3 separate regions of the Anser cygnoides genome follow, and all the other regions are linked to region 3. Evidence: chromatin contacts called from public Hi-C data. All regions are on one chromosome and are shown on one strand. Each heading gives the region's core, a stretch centred on a gene start, on an enhancer-like site or on the middle of the called end of the contact. The rest is flanking DNA. Distances are from core to core; before and after follow the strand shown. Region 1 has its middle 87 kb from the start of PAH. Region 2 overlaps LOC106035819 (a long non-coding RNA gene). Region 3 has its middle 16 kb from the start of PMCH.

Evidence for each region. A called contact is a pair of places that touch in the nucleus more often than the background predicts.
Region 1: a contact with region 3 is called in a Hi-C map of liver, with 2.2 times the contacts expected there. The contact joins two enhancer-like sites. A contact is called at or near these places in 2 of 7 Hi-C or Micro-C datasets (both in liver).
Region 2: a Hi-C map of liver shows a contact between it and region 3, with 2.6 times the contacts expected there. The contact joins two enhancer-like sites. A contact is called at or near these places in 2 of 7 Hi-C or Micro-C datasets (both in liver).

The regions. Positions count from the first base shown.
Region 1 is chr1:60,059,240-60,061,939 of Taihu_goose_T2T_genome, forward strand. No RefSeq gene overlaps it. Among named protein-coding and RNA genes, the nearest start is that of PAH, 87 kb to the left of the region's middle. Within about 2 kb of position 1,337, at least 1 of the 3 cell types and tissues checked has open chromatin away from gene starts, as enhancers often do. A contact at or near this core is called in liver, where this site is marked.
Region 2 is chr1:60,098,921-60,101,620 of Taihu_goose_T2T_genome, forward strand. LOC106035819 (a long non-coding RNA gene) reads right to left here. Exons shown (of 3, transcript XR_001206983.3): 2 at 1,140-1,189; 3 at 155-410. Among named protein-coding and RNA genes, the nearest start is that of IGF1, 82 kb to the right of the region's middle. Within about 2 kb of position 1,416, at least 2 of the 3 cell types and tissues checked have open chromatin away from gene starts, as enhancers often do. A contact at or near this core is called in liver, where this site is marked.
Region 3 is chr1:60,264,625-60,267,324 of Taihu_goose_T2T_genome, forward strand. No RefSeq gene overlaps it. Among named protein-coding and RNA genes, the nearest start is that of PMCH, 16 kb to the right of the region's middle. Within about 2 kb of position 1,402, at least 2 of the 3 cell types and tissues checked have open chromatin away from gene starts, as enhancers often do. A contact at or near this core is called in liver, where this site is marked.

The DNA of each region.
Region 1 (2,700 bases), core at 87-2,586, 210 kb before region 3:
CTCACCTCAAATCCAGGCTGCAGGCTTCTTACGCAGGATTGAAAGATAGTGTATATTAGTGTCAAAGAGATCAAAAGAAGTTTTTCAACATATTTGGTACCAGAGCCTTGTACTTGAACAAAATTCCCTTATTTGAGCCTATTTACCAGTAATTCTAGGTGGTCTCCCATCAAAGTGCTGGAAAGTGCTCCTTAGTGTCACAGTGATTGCCCACAATCCTTATGACCAAGACAAAGTGTTGCACAAAACTACGCAGGCTCTTAGTTCCCAAGGGCATTACTACATACCATGGGTCTGACTATAATTTTTCATCTATTACTGTAACAGTAGTAGGAGGCATATATTTATGTCAGTGTACCCTTGTAGTCTGCTGATAAAATATTATAAAGTATTCCAAGGAATGGACATAGCTGTCTCCAAGAAATGGAACTGCTGTTCCAGTCTAGTGAAACTATCCAATTGAGTGAAAATACTTATACTGATGGAAACAATTTTGCCAGCATGCTCATGCCACTGTTGGGGATCTCACACTCCTGACAGACAGAGCCTGGCAGGAATTTGGAGTGTAGATGGGGCCTAGATCAAATGAACAATTTGGAGTTAGAAATATATAGCAATGATCCTTTCAAAATGCTTTTATTTACAGAAACATTCAACTGAAATAAAGTCTCTTAACAGGAGGTCTTGATTACTTTTCCATTTCCAAACCACACATCATAATGGGGATGGAATGTGGTTACCATAAATTGTTGGTTTACAAATCATCACTGACTTGTTAGCAACAGCTAGGATGTTAGAGTTAGAGCAACAGTTTGGATGTGATAAAATAGCAAGAGCCCATTTTTCATGGTATCGTTGGAATGAATGTAAATGAATTCTTCCCAGAGATTCATTGTGGTGGTTGTGGTAAATAGCAAACTGCATATTTCCTGCTCATGTTGAAATCAATGGGAGTTTTATTATTGGCATCAGGAGAAGCAGGATTTGACCTTAATACAAAAGAGAAGAGGAAAAGAGAAAAAGATGAGGAATAAAGAAAAGAATAAGCCGGAAAGTTCTAAAATGACTAGTGATTCAGATGCCTGACTGGAGATACATCAAAAGAGGAGTTTAAATAGCAGAAAATACCATCAACCTGAAATTGGGGCCCCTTTTCATTTGGACTTCCTTCCAATATTTCCTTTGAATTCTCTGCTTGTGAACTTCAAAACTGAGGAATAACCAATACTAGTCACTGCTGAAAATGCAGATATTCAATTTTTCCTTTTTCTTGGAAATGCTTGTCTTTCTCTAATGGCACTGAAGAGTTCTCTTATTGGGTTTTGGATGAAACCTATAAAAATCAACAAAGACATTCTTTCAGGGGAGCCAGCACAAACTTTCTTCCATACTTGTGTTTGAGTCATGACAGATCACTATCAGTCACTTAACCTAGCACAAGCAAAATCCACATCTGCTAATAGACAGAATTAGCAAGCCTTGCCGCTGTCATAAAGGTAAATCTTCACAAGAGGGCTTCTGGATTAGAGATACAGAAAACAAAAAGCTCTAGCCCAAAAGAGCTCACTACACTTGCTTAGGTAGCAGACTAAACTACTCAAATTTATGTATTTATCTTCAAGATCCCCAAGTACTTTATAAAAACAGACTAAACCAAACAAAAGGACAATGTATGCATTTTCACTACATGGAACAACACATCACAAACTCATTTCCTTTATCAGGTGTTTTCAAAGCTCTCACCAAGGTCACAATTTCTAAAGATAGTTGTTTAAATATTTAAAATAGAGAGTGAAATCTGGTCCTCTAAAGTCAACAGCAGAACTTCCACTGACTTCACATAGACCAGAACAGATCCTTAGGTTAGTGAACTGAATATCAGTGAAGGTAGGATGATCTCTATTACCTGAAGATTTAGTACTTGCCTACTTAGCTTCTAACACAGGAAACATATAAGCTCCCTTCTCAAGCTATAGATGATCTTAAAAACAGCTGATGGGGAAACTCAATAAAAATATGAACAACAAATGCAAAGAATAACTTTTCTGTCCGAAAGAAGTACTAGTCCATTTGACTGATGTTCTATCCCTCAATACCAAAAGCAAAACTCCTGAAATAAAAGCCTATATCCAAGGAGTCTAGCCCTTAAGTTCACCAAATTATTTGTCATGAACCTCCATGTGGACCTTCAGACTGGCACACACCTGCTGAAAAAGACAATTCTGTACAAACACTCCTGAGAGTTTTGGTAAAGAATTTGGATAATGTAAGAATGTTTCAAACCACATCCTGCAGTAATGCAAGGCAGGATGAATTTAACCTTTGCTAATAAGAACTGAAATTGCAGTATAGGCTAAATGGACCCTGATGTATGAACAGAGAAGCCAACTCAAAAAAAAATCACTTTATTTTTCTTTTTTCTTGAGGTAAAAAGCTAATGAAGATTGTTCTTTCCTGTCTGATATTATTTTTTGGTTCTCTATACAAAATTCTTCTTAGCTGTAAGGCAGCCCTTTTAATAGCGTGTGTTTTCACAGCCAGATGAGGAAGGTCTGTAAAGGAAAGTTGTGTCTAATAAATGTCAATTTTCCTTAACAGAGTCAGACGTTGTTGATCTCTAACACGTAAGAGCAGATGATCCAACTGAGATTATCACAGGAAATCCAAGAGGAATTTAATCCAGTCTTTCAAACTTTCAAT
Region 2 (2,700 bases), core at 166-2,665, 170 kb before region 3:
AAAATCACTCCTTTAGAAATCATTAGGATTCTGGCAGTCTTAGTGAATTACCCTTTGTTCACATTCGCTCTGCTAAAACAGAGTGTTCCCAAGCACTGCTCTCATTATGGTATTTTGGCTGAAACGCCCTGTCTGTATTCACAGTGCAGGCCTATAGGGCACTTTAAATGAAGCCGGGTTTAGGATATGTTTTCAGTGATAGGTAGCATTGCAGAAAATCTCGAACTTTTACTATACAACAAGAAGACAGGTATACCTACAAAACCTTCCTGAGGGCAACGTACAAAACTTACTTTGACAGTACAAAGACCTTTGCCTTCTTCTTCTAGTAGCTCTGACTGGGTGTTTTTTCAGGAGGATAACCACTTAGAAGATCTTTGCCCCAAATAGGATTGGCATTCCATAAATACCTGGAAAATTTTATTTTATTGATCAAGAGACATTGCATTAGCATTAGTCAAAATACCATCATTTATGAAGACATTGCAGAAGTTGTAAAAGTTGTAACTGTGTGTTTTACCCCCAAACAATATTATTTTTATTTAGAAGGACCTTATCCAGAGACTCATTCTAGAATCCAACCAAAAGTGATCATTAGAAACATACTCCAGGAGCTGAATAACTGAATTCGTTTGCATTTCAGAAGTAAAAAGAAAGTGACTCTTCACACCTTTTCCTTCCTGCTGAAAAATAACAATATGGAATAGTTTTTTAATCCATATAATTACTGACATAATCTTTTTAATTTCTATTTCATTATGACCTTGACAACATGCAAAAGAAAGTTGTCCCATTTGAAATTTCAAAGCAGGGTTTTATAGTGAGAGGCTTGACCAGCATTTGAGATAGACTTTGAAACCACAGAATTAAAGTCAAGAAGCTGAATTAAACACAGACCATTACCTCAACAGCAGCCAATCAAACTGACAAATCATGGACTATAAAGCCCTTCTTTTTAAATCATGCAGGTCCCTGGGGCTTGGCCTTATTACATATTTTTGCTCTGATGCTGATGCCTACAACATGCCACAGGCGTTAACTCTTGAAAATAAACTGCATTCTACATCATGCCAAGGGAGGATGCACACAAAGAGATGCAAGAATGTGAACTTAAATGACTTGTGAAATAGTGAACTTACCTGGACTGTAGCCTCAGTGTTTATTTGCTTGTGAGTTCCTTATCTATATTCTTCCAAGAAAAAAAATCAATTAAACAACAAAACTTTCAGGTACAAGGGCTTTAAAAACAAAACAAAACAAAAACAGAAATTGCATGGTGGCACAAGTGGAATGCGCTTTTAAAGAATGAAGGCATTGTCACACTCACTTACAGCTACCTTGGGTAATGAAGGTTTAAATTTTTCCTCATTTGGAACTGGCACTTTCCATGAAATGTTTCTGGTCTTAGATTACCCCTTCCACATTCAGAACTACTGGGCAGAAAAATTCATGCATCACTCCCTTTTGCCTTGCAATGACAAGAAGGGGGGGGGTACACATGAGAACGACTGTCTAGGGATCATCTAGAACTCTAACGACTGACCAAGATGCACAACAATATCTAGATGGACTGCCCCAGGGGCAGAGCAGGGAAGATGGCATCAGCACTCCCTTTCTCTCTATGAAAGGAAAATATGACTTTGTCCCCTTTTGGGAAAAAAAAGCTTACTTTCATCTGTGTACACAAGTGCTGATCCAGAGCAACTGAAATCAATACAAATATTTGCCTGGACTTCAGAGGACCCTGAATCAGATCTATAGCCATTTGATCTAGCTGGCATGTGGATGTGGGGACAGAGTCAGGCTCCCTGCATTCCTCCTGGTTCTTTGCCCTCCTGTTCACCCCATCAGGCGAGGAGTGTCTGCACTGCCAGCACCGGGCAGGAGGCACCGTCCCAGTAGAAAAAGCAGTTGGGGAACCACAAGGGTGTCAGAGAAAGAAAGTGGTGGGAAGCTTATTCCCCAGTGATGCTGAGTAAGGATTATGCTTACTGTTTCCCATCTGATCACTACAAAACTATTTATAACTGTTCTTACAAGAAAAATATACAACACATTAACGAATGCTATATAGCAAACAGCTGAGTCACCATGTCCCACCCTCACATTCTCCAGCACTTGAGCTCAGACATCTAGGAAGTGCCAGAAACAATAATGCACTTTTATAAAAGAGTGTGTATATCTTTTAGACAGATGATATTTGCCTGCTGTTGGCTGCTGGAGTCATAGCCTTCATCTCAATTAAGAATGGTCACAAATATTCCCATAAACTCAGTAGTGGTCCAACAGTGTGGTGTGAGCAGACAGATGTGTGACACAGAAGTCAGAACAGAGCTGGCAGGTGAGCCAAGGAAGTTTTGGCTGTCCCTTGGAAAGGGAGACTTCTGCAATGCCATTCACATCTTCTTCAAAATTAACTGCACAGCAGTGACAAAAAAGGCTAATTTGTAAGACTTCCCAGCCAGGAGGAAAAGATCCTGTGAGATGACTCTGAACAGATGGACTTTGCAACTTCAAATGCTGAAGTCTACTTGTTAAATAAGAGTTAAATTCTAACAATTGTGCAATCGAAAAATATGGCTTAAAACCTGACTTCCAAATCTAACAGACCTGTTCTCATCTCTTTGTAAATTCTGAGAGCCTTGCCTAGCTGACCGACTGCAATTGTTACCAGCCTCAGCCTCAGTCTAATGCTCTATG
Region 3 (2,700 bases), core at 152-2,651:
GTGAGGAATGCACTCCATGCTGGGTGTTGACAGCCTGAAAGTAGTTTTGCAAATAAGGACCTGTGTCTCCTGGTGGAGAGCAAGTTGAACATGCACCAGCAATGTGGCCTTGCCACAAAGAAGGCTAATTGTCTCCGGGGAAGCATTAGGAGGAGTGCTGCCAGCAGGCCGAAGTGATCTTTGCCTCTACTCAGCACTGGTGAGGATGGATCTGGAGTATTGTGTCCAGTTCTGAGCTCCGTAGTACAACAGAGACACACTGGCATACTGGAGAGAGTCCAACAAAGGGCCAATAAGATGATTAAGGAACGGGAGTATATGTGGAAAAGCTGAGATAGCTGTGACTGTTTAGCCTAGAGAATGCACAGAGGAGATTCAAGAAAGTCTGCAGGAAAGAAAACAGGCTTTTCTAGAGAAAAACCCATAGGGCAGGGCAGCCCTGAACCCCAACACATGAATGCACTCAGCTTGCAGAACTCATTTTCCATGACAGGATTATATCTCCACCTTGCGCTCATTTTTTCTAAACTGTGCTGCATGAACTAGTATTCAGTTTCAACCTAAAGAAATAGTTTCATGATTATTGGAACTAATGACACTTAGTTTGCTTCAAATTTATGTAATCATTACGAGCTTCAGTGGAAGCTTTTCCTGTAGGTGAAACTCTCATTCACATTCATTCCCTGCAGTCTAAAAAAGTGTAAGCTCAGACAGAAACTTGTCCTTCAGTTAGGAAACTTAATGGGTCTCTCTTCGTCTAGCTACTTACTTTAATGAAATTGATAGGAACGTCCCTACCTCTCCTCTACTCCCTGAACAAATTTGGTTGAAAGTGGCAGAGAAGCAAAAGCTAACAATACACTCCTACAAAATCTACACATTGTGTGGCTGCCTAAATCTTATTTCCATAAGAAGTCAGCTAAAAATATTCAGGTGAATGTCATAAATCTTAACATTCTATTTTTGTATGAGAAGAGAGTGAATTTCTTGTGGAACATCCTTCTTGTGCTCAGTTAACTCAAAGTTTGTTTCATCTCACTATATTATATATAATGATCTTAAGGGGACAATAGGAAAGGATGTTCACAAGAGCCATGATCAGCTGCATTATTTTCACTCAGTGAAAACTGAAAGATATAATGTCAACTATAAATTGCATACAAATTATCAGACTATTGACCATTATTATCAGTTCATGAATTTCCTCCCCCATATTTCTAGATCAGACAGGGTTAGGGTAATAAATGCAGCTTCTATTCAGATACAATGTTAGGCCACAAGTATGTTTCTCAGTGAATAATCTACAGGTAGAACAATTACCTAGGTCTAGTGAGGTACATGCAAAATTTCCTGGGCAAATGCTTACTTCCCATCAGTTTCTTGAACTAGCCTGATATACAACTAAGAACTGAGTAGGATGATGTATATCAGAGAGAAGTACTTGTTCCCCAGAATACTTCTAAAGAACCTTTTTGCTTGTTTTTGTGTTTGTTTTTTAATCAATGTAGGGTTATATTATAGTTGAATTACACTAACAGTTTTCACATTTGGGGTAAAATTAAATGCCATCTAATACCATCATCTTAGCAAATTTCCCTGATTACACATGAAATCACCGAACTGGAATTGGGAAAGAGCTGTTGTAATGTTACTGGCCATCCTATTACAGTGTACTACCTGTGCCAGTTATGCAACAGCAGTTGATGAGCAGATATTCAGTGGCATTAAAACATTGGAGGAGCATTGATGGCAATAGAACAGTGTAATCATAACCCAGGGCAGTAGCATGGGTCCAGTGCTGCAAAACACGAGTTGCCTGAGTTAATCATTTCCTATAATGTCAACATTTTTAAACTAGAAATGGGGCTAAGTACTCTGTTGATACCAATCCACTTTTCTTTTTATTCTACAAAAGAGGATGAAGCAAATGTGATTATTTACCAAGTCTCATTTGCAGCAGGGCTTTGTCACATCTTCCATGAATAGCATCCCCACTACCAGCAGTCTCTCACATTCAGAAGCACTTAGCACAAACATATTTCCACAGAATAAATTCTTAACTAAAAAGTATTTTTATGGCTGTATATATATGTGTATTTTACATGAGGGGTCACACTTTAACAACTGTTCTAGTTAAAATGTGGTAATTGTATACCTGTGAAAGCTTCAGACAGGCTTTATTTGAACTCTCTTATTACATGCTTGACTAACACATTTCTTTCTCGAAGTGACAGATGAAACCCATGAATAAATTACACTAATTCAAGTATGTTATTTACCTCACCCAGATCCCGAATCACCATTACATATCAGGCAAGTGATGCTTAAAAGGGTGAGATTATAGGATATAGCTCAAAGTTTGTCTTAATAGCTAACTTCAGCTCCAGCTCATCTCTCAAACATTTCCATTTATAACTTAAACTGCCACAGTTGGATTACTACTCACTGCCTCATGATTTTAGAAGGCCAAATTCTCCACACTGTTGCAAACTCAGAATATTTTCAAGGACTGAAAATAAGTTGAGGGGCAAGCAAATGCATTAACAAAGAATAAAATATGTTCTATAATTTCCTAACTTTTTTGTGTGTGTCAAAATTATCCTTGCAACTCTCTTTGTATCTTCATTTAAATTGACCTTTAAAAATTATCTTAATGTTTTTCACCTCTGTTCCTTAAAACTGAAAACCAGGTATAGTGTA